Linked DNA regions of Mus musculus: regions 1, 2, 3, 4 and 6 are each linked to region 5. The links are chromatin contacts, called in public Hi-C and HiChIP or PLAC-seq maps. All regions are on one chromosome and are shown on one strand. The core of a region is the stretch at or near the end of the contact, and the rest is flanking DNA. Distances in the headings are between cores, read along the strand shown.

Region 1 (3,692 bases), core at 260-2,759, 130 kb before region 5:
TCCACAATTTACTTTTAAGTAAATGAAAACTTAAGGTGGACTGATGAAGGTTAGCTCCCCACAGCACCTCCCTTCCCACCTCCCCCCGTATGTGTGCGTGCATGCGCGCACTCGTGTGCGTGTGCATGTGTGTGCATCCCAGGTGGGCCTCATGCTAGAATAGGACATCAGGTCGCCCTAGAACTGGAGTTACAGATCATTGTGAGCCACCATGTTGGAGCTGGGAATTGAGCCTAGGTCATCTGGAAGAAAAACTGATGCTTTGAGCCACTGAGCCATCTCTCCAACCCCAAGAACGGTCACATTTTAATGGTAACATCTACAGGAAGGTGGGAGTCATACGGTTGTTCACTGTAAAGTTCTTCGCAGTTGGTGCACATTTGAAAGCCCTCACAATAGAGCGCATGGGAGGGTAATCAATGTGCCTTTGTGACCTGCAGACCCGCTCCAGTCATTTGTTAGATCCGAATGCTCCATTTCTAAATGCTATATTGTTAGCAGATTATAGAGAAGACAAAGACCGGGGTTGGGAGACTCTCCTATCTGACTTCTTTTCTTTCAAACCTGGTCTTTTTATCTGCGTGGACAAAAGAAGCCAGCAATGGTTACTATGAAAGGGGGGGTGGGGGAGGTAGAGGAAAGGACCTGCGACCTTAAAAACAACAACGCGAAGCTCCTCCCGTACACTATTGAATATCAAGAGCAGGCGCTCACTCCAGACTTTGCAGAATCGAGAAATTAATGAAACCTCAAGGCTGCATCCTCCGAGCCACTGAGGAATGATAATTACAGACAGTATTTCTGGAGCAGACACATAACCTTGGCTCCCAGGGTACCCCCTAAAGCACTCTAATAGTAGGCTATTTGTGGAAGGTTTTTCCACCTTTAATAACAGAGAAATAATGTTAGAAGGAAAGAAATCCCTTATTTAGCCACTGGGGTGTTATTATTGAGCCCCAGCTGAAGGCCTCCTTAAAAGCATCCATATGGTAAAAGAACACGCTTCCCCGTGAAATCAAAACTGAGCACATCAGAGACTTCGGAACATCTTTTTTCCTGGGTCTTAAAATGGATCTGTGCATATTTGTGGAAAACATTTTTATGATGTGCTATCTTCCAAAGTGAATGGTTATTTATAATTCATAAAAGGCCAGAGCACGGGAAAATTCTCCCCTTTTATTAGCCCTGTAAAGTTAGGCCAGCTGATCAGAACATATTACAGACATCAGCTTCCCCGTATGCTTCAAGTTTTTCTCTTCAGACTCAACTCGGAGAGTCAGCGCTGCTGAGTCTGTTCCTCCAAGGCTTGCGGGGTCCAAATCGCTTTTGATTAAATGTTAAATAAACAAAACATCACTCTCAGAGCCAATCTCTAAAGACACAAAAGGCAGAAATACTTGGAATGCTAAACATACTTTTAAAATGTCACATAGCCGTCTCTAAGAACGATGGTATGTTTTAAATAGATTTTCTTTTCTGTTTCTAGCGTTTAACTCGACTTCGGATATGGCCACCACATCACTTCCTTTCAGCTGGTCAAAGACTTGAGTCAGAGTCCCAACGGCATGAGCAAGAGTGACTTGAGCTAGTGATTGAGGGCAGTGAAGACTTGGACCCATTACAGGGACCCTGGTGCCAAGGGTTCCCACCCAGCTGCACCTGGCCGTCCCCCACAGGCTGTCCCCCCACAGGCTGTGATATCATCAAGAGTTATTTCCTTCAGAGTCCTGCTTCTTAGCTCAGCCAAGTGGTACCATGTCCACCCCAGTTGCTGGTGTGCCTCACAGCCAGCCACATACGGGAATGACACAGAGATGTTGGAGACCTCAGTTAGACCTGAAAATAGCATGTCTTTGCTTTCTTTGAACTTCCCTGCCCTCTAATATTGCAGATGAGCCCTGCCAACTCTGTTTTAGAATTAGATGGAGGGAGAAACTCCTTCTCTCTCCATCTAGACCTTTTAAATGCCTTAAAAATACGGGTTGCTCGCTGCCAAACATAGAAGGGCAGTTCATTCACTCCGTGGGGTTCTCTGGAAAGAACTGCTTTGCTGTCTATTCTACACCACACTCCTGCCCACAATCAATGATTTTTAATCATGTTTAACGTCTTACTGCACAGAGTAATTCTTTGACCTTGTAGTCTTTCTGGATAGCTGATACCGTGAAGCTGAAGTTAATGTCAAGGTTCCTTGCTTATGAGCAATTAAGAGTACCATCAGTATTGCTTGACCTAGGAAAAGAGACTCAGTCAGGAGGCTACCATTTCAAACCACACCACACCACTTGCCTTCAATGGGTGTGTAAGCTTTCTGTTCTTGCAACAAATGCTTGGAATAATCAAATAATAGAGTAAGACGATTTGTTTTGGCTTGTGATTGTCAAGGTTTCAGTGTGTGGTCATTTGCCTCCCTAACTCTGGGCTTTTGACAAGGCACAACATGACGGTGATGGCCCGTGGCCGAATATCCTCACTTCATTGACCAGAATAAAACAAAGAGCAGAAGAAAAAAGGTTGTGGCCCCAACAATTTCCTTCCAAGGTATGCTCCTGGAAGATCAGGAGACCTTCCACTAGGTCCTACCTCTTGACATTTCCATCACCTGCCAAAGATACCAAACTGTAGATAAAGCCTTTAATGTATGGGCCTTTGAGGGACATTGTACATTGAAACTACAGCAGAGGGAAAGACTGGCTAGGGTAGAATTCAATGTTTCTCTCCTTCTTACTAGTTAGTAGGGTCTCAGCTTCCAGAAAACAGTGTAGACATAAGGAATTGGGTAGTCAAGTTATAATAACCAAGCAGCCTTTGAGAGAGCATTCATCATCTTGAGATGTCTGCCTCAGAAGATCAGAATGGAGAGCTCAGCCATATGCCAACTGCCCCATGTGGTACCAATAGTAGGACTGGAAAATGCAGTATTTATTCAGAGGGTCATAATAACATCATCATGAAGTCACCCATCCACCCCAAAGTGGTTTGCATTTTATAAGCTTAGTCCGCAGAGAGAGGCACACCAGGATGAGTATGAGGCTGTATTCTTTTCCACCCTTACTGTTACTCAGCATAGCTAGCTAAGTATTGTTTGCTTTAAACGGACTGTGAGTATGTGTGTGTATGTGTGTGTGTGTGTGTGTGTGAGAGAGAGAGAGAGAGAGACAGACAGACAGACAGACAGACAAACCAAGAAGACAATGTGCTGTTATCCTACTTGGGGGTACCCCCTACCCAAATTTATTTCTCTATTACAAACATGAAACCTGTCAAGATTCTCTTCATCATCTATCGTTCAAAACATTAAATCACTGGATGACATAAATGCTAACAAAATGTCTTCCAGAATCTCACGGCTACCCAGTTTATCTATCTATTCACACTCCAAATATTCCCCAAGAGATGAGTCTCTGTGACCACTGCCCTTCTGGGATCATACTGAAGGTGTTCTATTCCACGTGCCCATGCCTGGCCTGATCACAGCTTTCTCTTGATCCTGCGCCAGGGCAAGAAGACAGGGGATGTAGACAGGCCTCAGATAATACCCTCCGGTTCATGAACTTTGTCTAACTCCTTTTCTGGGTTTCTGCCACCTGCTCTCTTTGTTAAAACTGGGTACATGGTCAGTCAAGATTAAAACGAGCATTTTACCATACCGGGAAAGCATCCCAGGATACAGGGAGGGTAAAATGTCAACT
Region 2 (3,982 bases), core at 1,268-3,767, 170 kb before region 5:
GCCACTACAGGGCTCTGTGGCTCCCTAGGTAAGGAATTCTCATCTCCTGGGCTTGTGAACAGGGAGCTAGCTAGGTCCTAACCACCACCCTCAATCTCCAAGACAAGTATCTGGTCCTATGGTAGGGAACGTGGGGCCAGCTGAGCAAGTTAATACCATTCAATAACAGCACAGAAAACTTGCCTGTGTAGCTAGCAGAAATTTTTATTAAAAAAAAAAAGTCACATTTTTATGTGACTCAAGGATTACTTTAACACTCAATTAAAAGGAGGAAAAACAAATGAATTTAAAGTACTAGCACCTTTAATTCTTCGTGATCCATGAGACCAGACAGAATATATAAAACTTAAAATCTAAGTAGCCTAACAAAAGATCTTACTTGCAGTGGAAAGCCAAAATACAGGTGTGGCCTTTAATGAATATAACTGATAATCAAGACCGAGTCTAAGAATGAAGCATGGATCAAGTTAGCGAAAGCAGCAGCCGGGGATGGAGAGGCCTGACGCTCTGGGCAAATCCCTAAACCTCCCTTAGTATCTAAAGGCCGGAGTATACCTGTTTATTCCAGGATCCACTGATGGAGCACTGTTTAAATTATGCCCTAAAGAATGCAGGGGATTGAGATGGCTCCTGTAAAGCAAAGCAATTTCTGAATCCCTCAAAGATAATGGACTGTTCTTTCACTTACCAGAAAGTGGGGTTTCCTCTGCAAGTAAAACTCCTGCCACAAGCGTAAACATGCTTGTGTGTATGTGTCGGTGTAGCGAGATAATTACATACCTCTGAGGCCTAAGTACATCTGGTGTCACATCGCACCTTAAGCATACAGTTATTTCATTTTGAGCCATTCACTCTAGAGAGTAATTACTCATCCCATAACTTGGTCATAAAAAGCAGAGCTCACTCGCTGTTCCAGCGACTGTACAGCAGAGGTGGGATTTTATACGGTACCTGTGTAAATCAGATCATCAAAACAGTGCAAAGTGTTAAAATTATGGCAAGTTATATAGACTTCTGAAGCTTTTTAACTTGTAACCAGACCACACCGAAAGCTGCAACCGCCACAAATAACCCCCGCTGGAGATGGCTAAGTTGAAAGAATGGCAACTCACTAATTTAAGAAGATACGGGAAAGCGCAAAAGCTGAGACTGGACGTTACCTAGAAAGACCCATCTAATCTTCCTCTTCAAGGACATCTGCTAAAAACAAGGGAAACCCAAGGCTGGCTTGTGTGAGCTTGGCAGACCTTTAAGGCGGTAATCTGATAGCAATAGAGTGACGGGGCAATGAGCCTCCATCACAGAACTGCTCACAACCTACAGTGCCCAGAGCCCCTCCCTTTCCTGCGGCACCAGCACTTCTGTTACACTGAGCGCCTTGAAGCATCTCCTCCAAACACTGCTACCATGTCTTCTCCTGAAAACCACGCTCTAATGAAAACGAGGACATGGGACGTTTTTCAAGCCAAATTCACAGTGTCACCAATGTTAACTGTAACTACTATATTTCTGTTAAGTCTAACAAAGAACAGAAGATATCTTAAACTAAGCACAGTATCAGCTCCAAGGAGCAACAAGGTACTACATCATGAATGGGCCATATAACCCCTACTTTGTGTAAAGATGGCTGCCACAGCATATTCAGCAGTCAGGAGACACTGTTCAAGCAGCTGTAAGATGATAAGCATTAGGGACAACGCTCAAAGACAACTCGACCTGACACATGGGACTCCTGGGGTACAGGTCCACAGCGGGCTGCCTGGTGCTACTGCTGCATAAGGATCCGGGCATCTCACGCACAGAGTAAGATGCCTTCTCAAGTGGGTAGAAACGTAAAAACCATGCTCGTAACACAAAACTGGCACTCCAAAAGTGGAGAGATTTATACAAATTTCAAATAAACGCTGACCCAATCCTGACCCCCACATACAATAAGACACTAGAAAAAGAGGCTGTTCTTCCAAGACTACCTCTAACAGTAGTAATTTCTAACAGAAAGAACTTTATACAGCAGATGCTTGGCTAGGATTTCTTACATCCATCACTCTGGCCTGCTACTTTTCTGTTTGATTAATGAGGGTGAAAAGATTAAAATGATTGGGGGTGGGACTGAAAAGGAAAAGGCAAGAAAAAACACTACTCCATGCAGACTGGAATTAGCCCACACTGTCCCCTGCAAATGGCACTATCGCAAGCCAGTGTCTACTCTGACCAAGCAGAACTGCATCAGAACTGCGGGACAGAGAAAGGAAGTGAGCTCTGGGCAAGAGTGCCACCCATCCCTCAGACCTCCCATTCACTTGCAACCTACAACTGGAAACTGGTTGCTCTTTCCCAATGTGTCAGTTTCTCAACCCATATCAACCAAACCCACATTCCAATGCAGCTAACAGTGTGGTAAGGTACTTAATATATACAAAGAATAGGGAGCTCTCATTGTCTAGGACAGTCTAACAGTGGTGGATGCAAATATACCTTCTGGGGAATTTGGGAGTAGCTCCAAGTGACTACAAATGTAAAACACGGAAATACCTTTCATGTTATTCATGTCAGAGGGGTGGGGTAAGGATAGATGAGGCAGTGCCTCCTTCTGGACAGTCAGGAAAACTAGTTCTATGGCAAAATATCACTTCTTTCTTTGAATCAACAAGCTTTTACTGAGATATCCAACTATGTGTAGCTGTCCTAGGACCCAGGGCTAGAAACACACAGACAGACATATACACACTGCACTCATGGGCCTTACAATCTAACAGGAGAAATGGGAGGGGAGAGACCACCAAAAAAAAAAAAAAATCATTAAGGTTTCAAAGGAAAGGTTTTTTATTTGTTTGTTTGTTGCCATAACTAAACAAGGTACTAACTATGCAAAGAAAGGTGCCCTAAGTGGCAGAGCAGCTTGGGCACACTCAAGGACAAGAGAAATATTAATGCAAGAGGCACATGAGGATCATGGGGAGGGCCATGCTGTGACCTGTGGACCTATGAGCAAAAGCAGGCCACTGAAGGGTCTACAAAAGGTTGATGCAAACAGCACCCTACTGGCTACGATACGTGCAGAATCTAAGAGCTGATCTCCACCTGTTCAAAGATTATATATGCACACTCATTGCATGTGCGTGCGTGCGTGCATGCGTGTGTGTGTGTGTGTGTGTGTGTGTGTGTATGTGGGTGTGGGTGCATGTGTGTGTATGGTCTGCTCTTACATAATCACGAATAAATCCAAGTACAGAGCAACTCGAGTTTTAAAGAGCTTTGTGGTATAAAATAATTGAGAAAAGCCACTAACATAGCAGCAAAGGGGAAATGCATTAACATTATACAGCTAGAAAGACTGGAGGTGAGATCCCAGGCTCCATCATCATGGCTTTCCAAGACACAGACACATAAAAAACACCCAACAGAACTGAGAAAGAAGTTGCCAGAGCAAAAGTGGTCCATGGAAGGGGCACAACCAAGACAGACTGGGCAAACAAAACTGGCAACCAGTCCATTTCTGGATAACCCACCCTGTTGTGAGCCAAACTTTGGAAATACATCCATACTGCTAAATTCTTGCTCAAATAGAATTAAAAAAAAGAAAAAAACCCCTCTGGTAAATCTTATTATACTTCAAAACTAAGTCTAAAAGTTTCAAGAGAAAGCCATCCGTGTTTTATAGATAAGTTTAACAAACTATTTATGTTAACCAGCCAATGTATCTTCAAAATGTACAAGATCTTATGGATGTCTTGAAGTTGTGCGCTTTTGCAAGTGGTCGCTGGGAGGGAGTTGTCAAAAGACTAAGTTTAGTTTTCCAAGTTTGGTTTGGGTTTTCTTTGAGGGCTGAGGGGAACTCGGTCAAACCTTGTGGCTGTTGCAAAACTCAGTTCTCCTGCTTCAGACTACCTAGGTATGACAGAGTCTTTACAAAAAGTGAAACAGCAAGTAAAAGGGCAAGGGCTCTCTTAACTCTACAAAGGTACACATACTGCCAAGGCTC
Region 3 (3,868 bases), core at 455-2,954, 180 kb after region 5:
AGTGCACAGATAAGTAAGCCCATGCCCGCTCCAGATGCATATGTGCAGGTCACTTAGGCAACCCAGCTTGTGATCATTGCTATGAGTGCTTGGCAAAGGGGCCCTGTCTCATACTGGGGCCCTAGGAAGCATTCCTGCTGTCTATGAAATCATTTCCATCACACCCTTCTTCACATTACCCTTCCTCAGAGGAGAAGAAGCTCATGGTTGCCCTGGTGGAAAAGTATTCCTGGGAAGCTAAGGCAAGGTGACAACCGCAAGTTCAGAGCTAGCCTCTGCTAATAGCAGAATTGGCAGCCCACCTGTAGTATACAAAAAAACAACCAACCAACCAACCAACCAACCAACCAACCAAAAAAACCAACTCAAAAGTCCAAGACACCAATACCAAAAGAATGATAAAAAGCTTGATTTTGCCCATTTTCCCTCTTCTCTCGCTTTCATGACTAGTAGCTGTTGAAGTTGGCTGATTCAGGGTTGTCTGTCATTCATCTTTCCTATCTTAACATTTGGCTTCTGCCTTGAGAGTCAGCCTTCTTTCCCTATCCTAAGCCATAGGGGTTTCAGTAGGGGCCATTTTGACCTGTCTAACACACTGACTGACTTCACTGCTTTATTCTCCCTTCTGGTTTTGTGATTCTATACATACTCTGCGTCTTTTCCACATTTCCTTTTCCTCTCCATCTCTGAGAGTCTTTCCCCCAGCACACTCCTTAAATAGTGATATTCTCCATGGCTCTATCCTTAGATAACCATCTTTCTCACACATCTGTTACTGGAGTTTTATCCCCAACTAGATCAGGAAGTCTTTTAAATCCACAGAACTTTCTTCTTGGACCTTCCTCCTGAACACCTGCTGAGCATCTCCACCTGAACGATGAGTAAGGTTGTCACACCATGGTTTCCCAATGTTCTGCTCTCTTAAAAACCTGTTTCTCTGTTGCTGTTGCTTATCTTACCTGGTAGCCCCAACCTTGGAAGCTTTCGTCATTCTCTACTGTGACTGAGTTACCAAACCCATCTATGTTGCTTCATGGATAGTTCTTGACTGTGCCCACTACGGTGACATATGCATTGCCAAGCTGTGCCCTTGTTGAGAGCTTTTACTCATTTCTCAGAGGTGAGTGCTGTTAGACTACACTTGCTCTTCTCTGCCATTGGGGCCACCACCCCCTTCTAGTCATCTCTCTCTTGGGCTACAGCTGAGACCTGTAGAGTCTGTGTTGCGGGAGTTGTTCTGTAGTAAGTGGGTTGTGAGTGTGGTGGAAGGTGGCGACGCGTGTGGGGTCTCAGTCACTTACTGAGCTTTTCAAAGAGGGGGAAAGTCCTTTGGGAAGGTCCCCATTGCTACAGCATCGTGTCACACTGTTAGTCTCCTCTCCATCCTCAGGAGGCTTATTCATTCTACTGCCAGAAAGTACCCAATCCCTACCATCCCTTAAGAAATAGTTCAGATCTCAGATCTGCCCACAAAGCTTTTTAAAAAACACTCACATCTTTAATAGTCTATTCACTGATACTTTCTGGATGACTGTATTGTCCCATGCTGGAAACAGGGTTCAAGAGAGGAGTAACATGAACACATACTGGAGGGCAGTGAATGAATACTTTTCAAACTACTTGAACTGCTCAAACCGTGGCGGTGGGCCATTGGGGATTTTATCTGTTTGTGTTTTCCTAGCCTGGATCAATAAATGGTCCTATTACTCAGAGTGACTAAGGGAGTTGCACCAGAGGTGACTCACCTCACCAACTCAGCAACACCTCAGCTAGTCTGAACCGACTTCAGCAAGTGTTTCATTCTTTCCTGTCACAGGGGTGTCAGATTTCTGGGAGCATCTCTAAATGGTTACCTTTGATTTCTGGACCTGGTTTCTGCCACAGTAGTAGCAGACAGTTTGCACATTCTCATCACCTCTGCTGTAAGCCACGATAGAAGAAGGGTCTGCACCAGGCACACTAATGGTGTTCCTGAATAGTTCAGCTAAAAGGGAAACCCAAAGCCTGCTACAACCTTAACTAGCCATGTGGTTAAAGCTTTATAGTTATGGGGGGGGGGGGGGGATTGAAGCATATCTTTATGGTGGGTCCTTTTGTGACTGATCCAGAACAAAAGAAGCATCATGGGGTGTGCTAGAAGGCAAGAGAGAAGGCTAGAGACAGTGGGCTGAGCTCCTTTGTTCAATCAACACCTTCACAATGGCTTGTGTTGTAGATTCTCTCTAGGCATTGAGATTTGAAGCAAGCACGGGTTTTGTAAGGCTTTCTCTTTCTCTCTCTCTTTTCTTTTCTTTTCTTTTCTTTTCTTTTCTTTTCTTTTCTTTTCTTTTCTTTCACTATAGGCTGTCTTAAATGAAACACTGGGCACAAAATAGTCCACTTAATCCTTATTAGATGACTCTGGTGGCACTGAAGAAAATGGAAAGCCGCCAAGTCAGGAAGTCTGGTTAATAAGTTACAGAAGCAATCCAGGTGAGAGATTAGTGTGGACCAGGCACCGTAAATGGAAGTGGAAGGAAGGAGAAAGGAGCTCACGGGAGAAAATACCACTGAGGCGGAATGAATCACAGAGTCTTTGGGGCTCAATAAAGTTTGGAGATGGCTGGCAATACTGTGATGGGTTATTGATCCAGGCCAATGGGAGAGTTCGTCATAAAAGAGGAAGGGGTTGGAGGTGCGGTCAAGAGTCTGATGCTATGCCCGTCATAATAGAATTCACTGGGCTTATATGCTTGTGAGTTGATGAGACAATCCCACCAAGTTTTTCATCCCAAACACTTGCCATAAGGCCTCGCACTTGGAACAGACTCAACAAATGGTTGCTAGGTTAAAACATTCAGTGTACTCATTTTTATTGCATCACAAAGTCAGTAGATCTAGACAGCGTACATTTATTAACATACCAGAAGTCCTGCTTGGTATGGCTGATTTCTCTGCTATGTTTCACTAGGCCCAAATCAAAGTATTGGCTTATTGGGCTCATTTTATCAATATTGTGCATTTATTTATCTGTGTGTGTATATATGTGCGTGCACGGACTCATGTATGCTGCAAAAACACATTCATATACATGTATGTATAGGTCAGAGGACCACTTGTAGTTAGTTCTCTGCTTCCTCTGTATGGCTTCCTGGGATGGTTTGGTGGCAAGTGCCTCGACCTTATGAACTATCTTCATCACCCCCCGATTCAGCTCCTGGGGGAACACTTCTGAGGTCAGCCACATTGCAGGGGCACTCTCCTCCTGTGTGGCTACAAGAGTCTTCATTTCCTGGGCAGTCAGAAAAGGGTAACATGTGTGTGTGCCTCTTTCTAATTTCTGAGTATTGGCCTGGAGTCTTGAGGGCATCAGTGATTTGTGCCTAGCCAGGCACAATACTTTTTTTTTTTTAAACTGCTTCTGTAATTACCTAGAGCTTACCATGGCAATCCAGGCTAATCTCTATTTTAAGACCTGTCACCTTAATTACATTGGTAGACTGTTTTGCCATGTAGCGTAGTCACGGGTTAGGCCATGAATACCTGTTATAAGGGAGCTTTGTTTTGTCTACCACAATGGCAATTATCTAATTGTGGAAGGATTATCATCACAGTTCTTAAATATGTGTACTTTGGCTTCTCTCATTTTTTCATGGAAGTACAAAGGTATCAGATTTTCTCTCTCTCTCTCTCTCTCACACACACACACACACACATATATATACATTTATATATACATACACACACACACACATATATATATGCAGAGAGAGAGAGAGAGAGAGAGAGAGAGAGAGAGAAAATGAATCATAGCCCTTCAGCTTCCATTCTTTCAAGCCATCAGACCATTTACCCATTCTGTGCGTCCATCTTTGCTTTATCTGTTCAC
Region 4 (4,000 bases), core at 1,305-3,804, 190 kb before region 5:
TTATGCCCACAGGGAAGTGTAGTTAGTCCTCATTCCTCACCAAGGAAACTTCACTTTTCAACAAAACGAGACCATCACAGAAAACCGCAAGCAATCAAAATGGCAGCTTGTGGAGCCCAGTTCCAACAGATAGAGCTACATCACAACACCCTCACCTAAGACTCGGGCTCACCTCTGCTTAAGTGGGGGCAGAAGGACTTTAAGAGCCAGAAGATCAAGGAGTTTGCTGTGAGACTATGTCTCCTAGGAATGTCAGAAACCACACCCATAAAGGCTCACCAACAGGACTGCCTAAGCAGGAGCTGAGCAAGGACAACAGACGTGCTAAAGTGAGAGAGGCCTACACAAAGACTGCAGGCAACTACAGAATGTTAACACAGGAAATATACCCTTTCCAGCAAGGAGCAAACACGCTGGCTTCCTAATACAAAAGGTCAGCCCTGAAAACATACAAATAACATACCAACTGAGTAGGTTGTACTTGTATGTGTATATAACTATATATATTTATACACACACACACACACACACAGAGATATATACACATATATAGGTATACATATATGTATGTAACAGTGATTAATGAAAGATCATGAATTTGAAAGAGCAAGAGGAGGTATATGGAAAGGTGTAAACAGAGGGCCGGAAGAAAAGGGAAGGGGAAATGATGTAATTATAGTATAATATTAAAAAATAAAAAGATAATTTTTTTAAATTATAAGCCAAAAAATGTTTCCTTCCTTAAAAGTTAAAAAAAAAAAAAAAAAAAAGTATTTCAACAGTATACTGGCTAGTTTTAGATCACCTTAACAGAAGCTAGAGTCATCAGAGAGGAAGGTGCCTCAATTGAGAAACTGCCTCCTCCATGAGAACCAGCTGTAAAGCATTTTCTTAATTAGTGATCAATGGCGAGGATCCAGCCCATTGTGGGTGGGGCCATCCCTGGGCTGGTGGTCCTGGGTTCTATAAGAAAGCAGGCTGAGCAGGCCAGGGGAAGCAAGCAGGTAAGCAGCCGCTCTCCATTCATAGCCTCCACATCAGCTCCTGCCTCCAGGTTCCTGCTCTGCTTGAGTTCCTATTCTAACTTCCTTCAGTGATGAACAGCGACGGAAGCGGAAGCGGAAGCCAAATAACCTGCTCCTCCCCAACCAGCTTTTCCACCGTGGTGTTTCTTCATGACAATATAAACCAACTAAAACAATACCAAAACACTGATTTTACCTATCTCCCAGAATTCTAACAGTAAACCATCTTAAGTTCAAAACAGGAACACAGCACCTGGTGACGGGGTAGGGAAACTTAAGACTCAAAATAGACAAGGCCAACTTGTGAAAGGCCGGTAGGCAGCAGTAAGAATGTTGGCCTCAGACATAGTAAGAAATCAGTAAAAGATCTTAAACAGAGAAAGGACACCATCCTACATGCTTTTTAGATGACCTGGTCCAGACAGAAGACAGTTCACTGAAGAGCAGCGGGAAGGGCAATAAAAGGCTCTACAATGACCCTTCTGTCGCCACTGGACTTAGGGAAGGCAACAAGACTGATGTCAAAGGGAGATGTTACCAACAAAAGCTATCAGGGGTGGGGAAATTAGAAGTGGTGAGGCAGTGATAACTTCCTGGTTTGAATAACTCAGGGGATGGTGGTAGTGCTCACAGAACCAGAGAGCAAGCAGAGAAAGACAGATTTGGGAGAAACCGAGTTAAGCACGAATCACAAACGGCTAAGTAAGGAACGATAACACAGTGAACAGCTTTGGACTCCGTGAGTCCGTTCCTCGGGAAAGTAAACATTTGAAGCTGGCACACAGCTTCTTGACAGGCGATGAGCTGAAAAGGGCCCAGGAAAGTATCCAAGGGGGAGCCTTACTGAGAAGGCTAGGGTAGCCAGGAAGTAAGATAAAAATCAGAAAGCTTGGGTTTAGGAAATTCAAGGAAGGACTATGTTACTAGAGTGGTCTTGCAGTCAGTCTTGCGGAGACCTGTCTGCTTCTCACAGCAAGATCTTAAACGGAGAAAGCCCCACTACCTCCAGCACCAGTGCACGTCTATGGGTCAGAGGAGGAGAGGAACGTGGACTACAACAGGAGAGCAGAATGGAGAATATGAGGTGCGTGTGATAAGTCAGACTTAAATACAGAAATGAAAATAAAAACAGGATGTTGAGAGAAAATAATGGGATTAGAAAGGCTAATGTCAAAGAAAAAACTGTGAATACTGAGAAATGACCCTCTGTGTTAAGCACATGCTCTACCCTTGAGCTACATCCCAGCCCAAAGAAGACTGCCTAATCTAAGAGATTTTTGTCATTTAATTCATTTAAATCATTCATGCCCAACAACACACAGAGAAAAATAATCCTCCTTTCAACAATGTCCTAGAAATACGGGGAGCAAACGGGCAGTGCTGAGTTCTAAGGACAAGGACGGTTTGCAGTGGTGTGGAAAAAGCACAGCAATCATGCAGTGAACTCATGAACTAAGGCTCCACCTCTTCAGCAGACACAGGGGAGTTCACTTAGAAGATCTGCTCACATCTGACCCACAAGGGAATTTTTAGGACACTCATATCGAAATAGAATGTGGAATTGAAAGTTCACAGGGCCAATGTTCGCTCACTAACCTGTAATACGCTTTCACAACATAATCAGATGAGACTAATGTGTGCTTCCAGTAGGTTAACTTCCTGTGATCTGTCTATGAAGTAAAGGTTTCAGACATACCTCGAAATAAAAAAATTAAAAAAAAAAAAAAAAAAAGCTGACTGCATGGATGGCTTAGTGACTCGCACCCCTTGAGGATCATATAGAGCACACCTAACGGTCTTGTCTTGAGGCAAAAGGTTTAACAGACCGCCCTGATAATTGCTCCCTGGACACTCTGACACCACGTGATCCTGAGATACAGATTCCTATAGAAATCTCACCTAAAAGGAAAATGATAACCATCTGGCCATCTTTTCTAACGAGACACAACTGCTGGTAATTACCCAAGAGCTAACAAGGCAACTAACAAGTACTAGCTAACAGTCCTAATAATCTGAATAAAAGCCGCAGGTAAAAGTGTTAACAAATTATTGACACACCACTGTGCAATAGAATTGTAAACTTTTGGTTGTGCTATAAAACCGTGTCAACTTTCAAATCCAAAAGTGGGATTTTTATTTCTGAGAAATGTTTTTATACCTTCATAATAAACACAGAAGGCTAGAACAACCATCATTAGTTTTAAGAGTCTAAAATACAAAAGAGACATCTCAGTGGCTTAAAGAGAAGAAAATGTTATAAACTAAAAGAAATACAGAACGGGGTGGCGGCGAACTCCAGACGCCAAGTGCAGCGCTCACACCTGCCACCTCACTACTTGGGAGACTGAGACAGGAAGAGCAAGCGGGAGTCCAGACCAATCTTTGGCTATCTATGTTTAAAAAAAAAAAAAAAAAGTCTCAAAAAACTAAATAAAAATAAAATCCAGGAACGGCAAGGAAATTTATACAAATCTAGATATAAGTCTAAACAAAACAAAACAAAACAAAAAAAACTGAATCACTCAGTAAAATCTTTCCACTGTCCTAAACTCCTCCAGGTGACAGCAGCTGCAGATACTTCACACTCTCTCCTCCAGGTGACAGCAGCTGCAGATACTTCACACTCTCTCCTCCAGGTGACAGCACCTGCAGATACTTCACACTCTCTCCTCCAGGTGACAGCACCTGCAGATACTTCACACTCTCTCCTCCAGGTGACAGCACCTGCAGATACTTCACACTCTCTCCTCCAGGTGACAGCAGCTGCAGATACTTCACACTCTCTCCTCCAGGTGACAGCACCTGCAGATACTTCACACTCTCTCCTCCAGGTGACAGCACCTGCAGATACTTCACACTCTCTCCTCCAGGTGACAGCACCTGCAGATACTTCACACTCTCTCCTCCAGGTGACAGCACCTGCAGATACTTCACACTCTCTCCTCCAGGTGACAGCACCTGCAGATACTTCACAC
Region 5 (3,555 bases), core at 864-3,363:
GTTCCTTGGCTTCAGAGCTGCTATGTGGGCTGCTTTAATCCTGCACACACAGCTTTTCCTAGTCTGCTCTCCATGGGAACTACCTTAACACCCTACCTCTTCTCTGAGACAGGGTCTCAAGTAGCCCAGAATGGTTCAAACTCACTGTACGCCTACCAAGGTTGTTCATCTTCCTGTCTTCACCTCTCAAGTCTCGGGGTTACACCTGGCTAAAATCTGCTTCTTAAGAACAAGGCAGAACGTATTAGTTGTTATCTCATAATGCATTTGGGACATTTGGGAGAATAAAATCCAAGTTAAGACAACGGTGGTGGTGACCGCCCACCATCCCATTACTTAAGAGAGTGGACCACAATGACCCAGAGCTCAGGTAGAGTCTGGGCTACATAGCAAGAGTCTTTCAAACAAACCCGTGACTACTCCCTCTCCCAGAAAGGATAAAGAGCTAGGGGACTGGCCAGATACACTAATTTACTGATCTGAAGGGGCCCGAATGATCAGAGGTCAACTAGAATGCCCTCTAGATATACGGGAGGAAAAGGCTCAGAGAGAATGAGTGCTGTAGGGGCATCAGTACAGAGACTAGAAAGCTGACCTCGCCATGGAACAGTCAGCCCATGGTTTGGGAGCCTATCTTACTTATCATCTTTGGTTAAGGTAATGCAGGCCCCAGTAAGGCTGTCCTCCATGGCAACCTCTATGCTGTTCTTGGGCTTGCACAGGCCTGCCTAATACACCAGAAGAGAGAGCCCTAAAATCTGAGTGTGAAGGCTAGGTCTCCAATAGCCAAAGAAGCTTGCTGCTTTCTTTCTCTCCGTTGTAAGTGTGTGTACTGTGCACGATTAGGCTGGTGCACCCCCTCCTCAGTTCCTTCCTTACGGTACTGCTTCCTTTTATTCCCAAGACTTGCGGGGACCCTGGGTCCTTTAGAGATAAAACAGAGCAACACACTGGGAGGCAGAACTTGTGAGGAACCATCTACTGAAGTGAACATGTCACGGATACAAGCCGGTTATGGATACAAGCCGGTTATGGGTACGCTTGTTTGTACAGGTTTTAAGCAATCCTTCAGGCTTTCACACAAGAATAAGAAAACCACGGCTGCCATTACAATATGCAGCCATTAGCATATACCCGGGTAGCAGTATTTTAGATCCTTAGATTAGCTGCCAAAGTCTGCTCCTTGGTAAATAATGGTTACTGTTGTTATACTCTAACTACTCATACATGTCTCGGCTTGCTCCTCAAAGGGAACGCTCACAGTCTCTCAGGAATAAAAACTTGCTTTATTTGGCACACAACAGCGAGGAGGTCTTGCAACATTCGCCAGAGGCAGTCAAACAGAGCAAGTAGTTCAGGCAAGCAATCACAAAATTTGAGCACCAACCAAACCAGAGCTAATCTTTCCGTCCCTGTAGATTAGGAGACCCATTTAACGCACCCCTTTCTGCTTGTTGACTTTTTGAAGTCCTTTATTTATGTATTGCGATCTCTATGCCCTGACAGTTTAATTATTGACAGTTTACTTTGGGGCAAGTATCGACCATTCCTTTGTGAAGTAAGTTAGGCTCTTAAATGAAAAACAAACAACGGAACCTCTTTCCCACAGCGTGGCAGCATTTCCCCCTGCTACCAAGGTTCACTGGACACATCCCAGCCGGGCTGCTGCTTGGCCAAATCTTTAAATATTTAACTATTGTTCAACTCTACAGCATGAGTGAGGGGCGAGTTAGGGAACACGCCAGTCCTTCCACGGCCTCGAGAAGGCTCTAAGGAGACTGCGGGGTCCCCCTCGTGTCTAGCTGCGGCTCTCTGGGCTGAGAGTCCCCTGGACGAACTCCTCACCCACTCCGTCTCCTCGCCGGCGTCCCACGCAGGACGCGAGGCCACGATGCCCCACCTGCAGCGCACACGAAGCGGCGCGCGGCAGCATCCCCGACCGCGGACACGAAGCCTCCGCGCCTCGCCTCGCCTCGCCGCGCCGCCCCTCCCCGCCCTCCCGCTATGGCTCTAGACATTGCGCCGCCGGAAACCCGCCCGCCACTTCCTCATCCCGCCCCGCCCCGCCCCGCCTTCGGGCGGGACCTGAGCGGAGCGGCTTCCGCTTTCCACTTTCCTGCCTGGCGGTGAGTGGGAATGGGAGCGGGGATCCCCTAGGGCTGCGGTGGCTTGCTGTAGCCTAAGCTGAGCGTGTGGCCGGGCTCTCCCGGCTCTCTGAGCTCCTGACCGCGGGTCCTGCCCGGCTTCGCTCGGCGGGGCGGCGTCCTTAGCCGGTGAGGCCGACTGATGGCCGTGGACATGGCCCGGGGCAAGGAGAATGCTAAGCGGGGAAAGTTAGGAGAGAAGCTGTAAGTCTAGAGACGCCTGGTGCAGCTCCGGGTCCCCTAGGCTTTGTGAGGTGAAGGAATGTGCCTGAAAGTAAGGCGAGGATGTTTTGGTGCGAGACTGAGGTGCTCTCGAGATGTGTGGCCTGTGGACCGTAACTTTGCCATAGCCTAGTCATCAAGTCGCGCTAGTCTTATTTGCAAAGTTGGGCGGATTTCGCAGACTTGTATTTAGTTCGTTACTGGACTCGAGAAAGATCGATCTTTCTTGGACCTTCCTGCAAACTGGTTACAACTGGGCGAGGGCGTAGCGACAAGGGACTGGATGGTTAACGTCTCCAGAAAGTTTAATGTGCTGAAAGTAGGGGCATGGTTTCTGATACAAATACGGAGATAGCATGGGGACATGGAAGTTAAATCCAGTGATAGTTTTCTTGATGTGACGGGTTGTGGGTACCATAATTATTTTGGTAATTCTTTATTTTCTTGTAAGGTACATTAATTGAACTACAGACCACAAAACCTTTAAAGAGCAAAGCATAGTGTTTGACTTTGTAACGATGTACCCAATCCAACGAATAAATGAGGATTCTTAAGTACAAGCAGTTTAAATTCTTGGTTGGTCAGCGGTGGAGCATCTGTCTACTGTGCTCTACTAGGCTTTGGGTTGGATCCCCAACAGTAGACGCAAAGATTAAAAATCTTTATGGGTATGGTACCTGTAACATGTCAGCCAGCCAGCTTGATTTTTTTTATGTTAGTGAAAGTCATTATTATTCAGACAAAACTTTAGTACTCAAATAATTTACGTAGAATACTTGGCTTCTACGAATTAGAACTCTTATTTTGGGACATTTGCAGTTGTAATTTAGGGAGAAATAGGTGTTAAGAGGCTATACTATTATAGAAAGATGTTTTTACTTGTTTGTGTTTAGAGGAGAATTTAGAGGTTTTTTTTTTTTTTTTTTTTTTTTTTCCATTTCTAATCTTACTGTAAAGGTATCTTTTATTCTCCTGTTGTAATTGTCATCTTTGAGGCTTACTGCTCAGTCTGCTAACCCAGGCCTAGTCCCGGAAGCTTCTAGCCTCCACACAATCTTATCTAGGCCTAGAGTGTTTTCAGCTTCTGAGACTTATTGCTGAAAAGCGCATCCTTTCTTGTTCTTCCTGTGTGCTGGCTAACTCACTTACTCAGCTAGCTGTTCTAGCTCAAACTCCTCGCCAAGTTGAC
Region 6 (3,871 bases), core at 431-2,930, 230 kb before region 5:
GTAAAGAGAAAATAGAAAAAGGAAAATGCCTAAGGTTTTATTCTAGGAATTAAGGCATAGAAAACCTAGCCAGGGGTTACTGGTAAACTTAACTTGGGGGTTTCAGGGACCCTCTCCTTTGTCATCAATTCACTGCTACCTGTTAGGTCCCCAAACGGAAAACAACTGCTTCTCAAGTTTCCCACAAAAATGCAATGATTCCAAAAGGACAAATTCTAAACTCACCCCCCATTATTACAAGTGCGAGATGGTGCAATAACATGTCTGATTAACGGCTACTGTCTGTGCTGAGAAGAAACGAATGTCTTTACCTGCCACCACGTAAATCTCATTTTGTTTCCAGACAGCAGAAAAATGACTTTGAAGATGTATGTGAAGTTACCTTTTGTTTTTCATCCATGTCAAGTACCATCGTATAAAACAAGACAACACCCAAGTCATCTCAGATTCTAAATAATTATTTTCAAGAAAAAAAAAAAAAACAGACCAAAGTTTCTTGGAGAAAGGGCTAGAACAAAGAACATGGAAAATTTAGTACCAGAAATAAAGTTAAAAAAAAATTAGGAAACTGTTACAACATGGGAAAGCCCCACCACCACCACCCCATGACCAAGCTACAACTATCTGAAAAGCAAGACAGCAAAAATAACAGATTCTAAATAAAAAAATTAAGTAATCTATGGGTCCGTACTGACCTAACCAAACTACTGAATAAATGAACAGGGGAGAGTGGACATGTCTTCCTTACAAAACATTTCGATTGGGCAGAGAGACTTGGGGGCGTGGGTAAGATCACAAGGACACCAAAGCAAACTGGTGCCGGCATGAAGCTGACGATAAAATTACTGAGTGAGGAAGTATAACATTCAAATAACCTCAGAGTATTCCCTCTCCAAATATTTGTGGACATCTATCGATTTCAGCACATATCTACAAAGGCTTTGGTAATCCTCCCACTTGTAGGGAGAACTTAATTTCCCCCTTCACTTGGGTGTGGCTGGACTCTTCTATTATAGAAGCATAAATATTCTTAAAAATTACTAAGAAAGCAGATGTGCACTATTTTCACTAGAAAACAATAACTATGTGAGGTAATATTTGTCAGGTACCCAGATTGAGTCATTTAACAATATACATATACTTTACAATGTCATAATCTTTTTAAAAAGACTTTAAAGAAAACATGAAAGGGGAAATGTAGTTAACTCTAAGGTGGAAAACCCTGGCATGGATAAATGATGTATCAAGAAGTCTTTTTGGTATCATCCACACCCTGACATAGTCAGAAGTATACAAATTTAAATTCTATTGTATGTTTACAAAAAAAAAAGTGCCTCAATCCAATATAAAAGGATTAGATAAATTGAGAGATCACTTTCAAAACATGTAACCAGTCAGTGTCAGGATCGGGGTTGCTCCACAAGTGGGAGGAGCTGAACTGGGATTCCCAGCACACACCTAAAAGGCTGGGCAAGGAAGCACGGGCATGCAGATCAGGAATGGTGAAGATGGAAAGCACAGACAGACGGGTCCTGGGGAGCTACAGGACTATCTGGTCTGGCCTTCAGAGCCAAGTTCTAGGTCCGTGCAAGAGGTTTAGGAGACATGAAGACTATGCAATATAGAACCCCGAGCTTGTTCTTCAAGTGCATAGAGGAATTAGTAAAAGCAATGGGGAACTTAGAACAGAGTCTGAGTTGACTACATCATTGTGCCAAGGTAATTGCTTGCATTTTGATAAAAGGACTGTAGTAAATAGCTGTATAAAACTGAAGAACTAAGGCCAATGGAGACAGCAAAACCAAGCCGTAACAAGTTTTAAAGAGCTTCAGCCCTTCCTACAGATCTCCTGAAATGAAAGGAACAAACTTTTAAGCAAAACTCAGTTTGGCTTCTAAGTAACAATGCAGACCATCCAGTAAGTTACTCCACGTCTGGTACTCTCACTTCCTGATTCTAAGACATTTCTGCCACAATGCCAAGTTTCTTTCTGAAAGGCCTTAAGGAAGCTCAGGTTTGCCCTAAACAGGAACCGAGCCCCAAAGCCCCTCCACTGTGCAGTTGTGAGCAGGCTAAGTCACTCGTAAGCCAAAGTCCTCCTTATTGATCACAATGAAAACCCTGCACTACTAGGCAGATGCTCAGCCTCGGTCAGGGAAGCAGGGCAGTCTAGAGTGGCAGGAGCTTCCAACCATGGAGCCTGGAAATGGACTTCTTGGAACCACATTATCCTTAAACAAACAAACTTCAACTCAATAAATAAAATTACAGATAGCCGTAAGAAATACACCCTGCCACTCAAGTTTTCCCAAAATGGCCAAGGCCAAACGGTCCTGGAGCTCCTCCCTGCTGCACTCGGTTCTCCCAGGAATGCACGTTTCGCCCTGGCCCCAGGCTTTGCGCTGCATTCTGCTCCCTCCACAGTGGTCAGAGCACTGTTTGCTCGCCCTTTGGGAGTCCTGTAAATATTTAGCAAAAACAATCAAATGGTTATGAAGCTCAAACATTCATAAGCTTATCAACATGTGTTAAAACACCCCCTCGGTGCTCCCTTTCCGACATGGCAATAATTCCTATTCCACCCCTCCCAGGCTTTGAGGAAGGAAAATGTAACATAGATGCTCCAGGCCCAGGGACCAGTGTTAGAGGATTCCATGAGTTCCCTGTGTGCTTCTCTGCAGGTGGCATTTCAAACAGAGAATGCCACAATATCCTGTCTATACCTGCTACTCTCTATTCCTATTGATGTTGTAGTTTTCTCAAGTTACTTTAGTATCTCTAGCCAAAGCAAGCATCAATGAGTTTCAATTTCTACCTATGGCCTTAACCTTTCTCTTCATTCCTCTGCCAAATACGGCCCTCTCTGTTAATCCCATTCACGACCTCTCTAAAACACAGTTACCTAGACTCCACTGCCCCTCACACACACAAAAGTATTCATTCTCTTCTGTGCACCAACGCACTTTTTGCACATTCTTCTTACCACTGTTAGCACAAACACTATAGTGAATTGTTTATGCGCCTGCCTGGTTCAGTGGGCAGTAAGCTGGCTCATTCATCTTTGTGTCCGCAGTACCTACCAGGACCAGGCACATGGCTGGTACACAGTAAATATTCTCTCAACTGAATTGAATACAGTAAAAAAATTCCCATTTACTCACCCAACATAGCTTTGGGTCTGAACACGCTGAGCATTCGTGATGGGACATGTTTTAGACAGCAAAAGTGACATCAGGCAACCCTTTATACTCTGAGATCTACAGGGAAAGGAATTTTAAAAGTAGCTTAAGTTCTCCTTTCTTATGACCTTGGGGCCAAGAGAGAAGAACCTGAACGTTCTCCACGTGGTAAGCACGCTGCTGATGGCTAGAACATCAATGACAAACTTCTTCCAGCCTAAGGATGTCAGAGAGGGTGGCCTACACACATTTCCTAGAGCCATAACTCTCTTCACCCTATGCACAAAACTTTTCTTTTTTATTTCATCCTTTTTCTTTTTCTTACACCAGTGAACAGCATGTAAGAGTCTGCTTTTTTATTTCTCAAAAATCTGAAAAGAAATCCGGGAGCTGTGCCAAAGAGTTGTCAATTTTCAAACAAGATTACCCTACCAAGTCAGTCATCTTGCTTCTTCCATTAGGAACGAGATTAAAATAGAATTACACTTTCAAACGTGAGCACAGCATGTTAAAAGCCACTAAGCTTTTTGTGTCTTTAATATATACTAGCTTTTTTTCCCTTTCATTTTCCCCCAGCAATAAACAAATCCGGAGCATAGTGTCTACCCGCAGACATCTCTCCTTCCTTCCCAGGCTTCCTGATTTGAGAACAACTATTCCAGTTACAGAGCAATGACCAGGAGTCCAGGGCA

What was found. A called contact is a pair of places that touch in the nucleus more often than the background predicts. HiChIP or PLAC-seq counts read pairs in DNA pulled down with a chosen protein or histone mark.
Region 1: a contact with region 5 is called in a Hi-C map of embryonic fibroblasts, with 3 times the contacts expected there. The contact joins the enhancer-like site here to the promoter of Smim15 in region 5. A contact is called at or near these places in 2 of 39 promoter capture datasets (macrophages and neural stem cells), 35 of 484 Hi-C or Micro-C datasets (the AML12 cell line, B cells, the C3H10T1/2 cell line and 21 more), 27 of 115 datasets of contacts at active chromatin or transcription factors (CD8 T cells, bone marrow-derived dendritic cells, bone marrow-derived macrophages and 18 more) and 4 of 9 other capture datasets (adipose tissue, bone marrow-derived macrophages, liver and 1 more).
Region 2: a Hi-C map of embryonic stem cells shows a contact between it and region 5, with 1.9 times the contacts expected there. The contact joins the enhancer-like site here to the promoter of Smim15 in region 5. A contact is called at or near these places in 8 of 39 promoter capture datasets (the HPC-7 cell line, the SN4741 cell line, embryonic stem cells and 3 more), 43 of 484 Hi-C or Micro-C datasets (the 3T3-L1 cell line, 3T3-L1-derived adipocytes, the AML12 cell line and 26 more), 31 of 115 datasets of contacts at active chromatin or transcription factors (CD8 T cells, acute myeloid leukemia, bone marrow-derived dendritic cells and 23 more) and 5 of 9 other capture datasets (adipose tissue, embryonic stem cells, liver and 2 more).
Region 3: a contact with region 5 is called in an HNF4G HiChIP or PLAC-seq map of pancreatic cancer cells. The contact joins the enhancer-like site here to the promoter of Smim15 in region 5. A contact is called at or near these places in 1 of 115 datasets of contacts at active chromatin or transcription factors (pancreatic cancer cells) and 2 of 9 other capture datasets (adipose tissue and pancreatic islet).
Region 4: a contact with region 5 is called in an H3K27ac HiChIP or PLAC-seq map of thymic regulatory T cells, with 5 times the contacts expected there. The contact joins the enhancer-like site here to the promoter of Smim15 in region 5. A contact is called at or near these places in 2 of 484 Hi-C or Micro-C datasets (bone marrow-derived macrophages and liver), 16 of 115 datasets of contacts at active chromatin or transcription factors (CD8 T cells, acute myeloid leukemia, bone marrow-derived macrophages and 10 more) and 4 of 9 other capture datasets (adipose tissue, embryonic stem cells, liver and 1 more).
Region 6: a Hi-C map of bone marrow-derived macrophages shows a contact between it and region 5, with 18 read pairs. The contact joins the enhancer-like site here to the promoter of Smim15 in region 5. A contact is called at or near these places in 12 of 39 promoter capture datasets (the 3T3-L1 cell line, the C10 cell line, cranial neural crest and 5 more), 12 of 484 Hi-C or Micro-C datasets (3T3-L1-derived adipocytes, the Ba/F3 cell line, the C10 cell line and 8 more), 12 of 115 datasets of contacts at active chromatin or transcription factors (acute myeloid leukemia, bone marrow-derived macrophages, cardiomyocytes and 7 more) and 4 of 9 other capture datasets (adipose tissue, liver, macrophages and 1 more).

The regions. Positions count from the first base shown.
Region 1 is chr13:107,909,107-107,912,798 of GRCm38.p6, forward strand. No RefSeq gene overlaps it. Among named protein-coding and RNA genes, the nearest start is that of Gm41053, 12 kb to the right of the region's middle. Within about 2 kb of position 1,510, at least 13 of the 459 cell types and tissues checked have an H3K27ac peak or open chromatin away from gene starts, as enhancers often do. A contact at or near this core is called in embryonic fibroblasts and extraembryonic endoderm stem cells, where this site is marked.
Region 2 is chr13:107,871,029-107,875,010 of GRCm38.p6, forward strand. The region is part of intron 5 of Zswim6 (zinc finger SWIM-type containing 6); the gene reads right to left. Among named protein-coding and RNA genes, the nearest start is that of Zswim6, 17 kb to the right of the region's middle. Within about 2 kb of position 2,518, at least 37 of the 459 cell types and tissues checked have an H3K27ac peak or open chromatin away from gene starts, as enhancers often do. A contact at or near this core is called in craniofacial prominence, embryonic limb bud, embryonic stem cells and 2 more, where this site is marked.
Region 3 is chr13:108,227,672-108,231,539 of GRCm38.p6, forward strand. The region is part of intron 1 of Elovl7 (ELOVL family member 7, elongation of long chain fatty acids (yeast)); the gene reads left to right. Among named protein-coding and RNA genes, the nearest start is that of Elovl7, 15 kb to the left of the region's middle. Within about 2 kb of position 1,705, at least 52 of the 459 cell types and tissues checked have an H3K27ac peak or open chromatin away from gene starts, as enhancers often do. A contact at or near this core is called in pancreatic cancer cells, where this site is marked.
Region 4 is chr13:107,854,662-107,858,661 of GRCm38.p6, forward strand. The region is part of intron 5 of Zswim6 (zinc finger SWIM-type containing 6); the gene reads right to left. Among named protein-coding and RNA genes, the nearest start is that of Zswim6, 33 kb to the right of the region's middle. Within about 2 kb of position 2,555, at least 16 of the 459 cell types and tissues checked have an H3K27ac peak or open chromatin away from gene starts, as enhancers often do. A contact at or near this core is called in thymic regulatory T cells, where this site is marked.
Region 5 is chr13:108,042,361-108,045,915 of GRCm38.p6, forward strand. Smim15 (small integral membrane protein 15) reads left to right here and starts at 2,114. Exons shown (of 3, transcript NM_001048250.2): 1 at 2,114-2,126. It overlaps Gm41055 (a long non-coding RNA gene), which reads right to left and starts at 2,111. Exons shown (of 5, transcript XR_003950673.1): 1 at 1,846-2,111.
Region 6 is chr13:107,808,616-107,812,486 of GRCm38.p6, forward strand. All of the region lies in intron 5 of Zswim6 (zinc finger SWIM-type containing 6), which reads right to left. Among named protein-coding and RNA genes, the nearest start is that of Zswim6, 80 kb to the right of the region's middle. Within about 2 kb of position 1,681, at least 56 of the 459 cell types and tissues checked have an H3K27ac peak or open chromatin away from gene starts, as enhancers often do. A contact at or near this core is called in adipose tissue, bone marrow-derived macrophages and microglia, where this site is marked.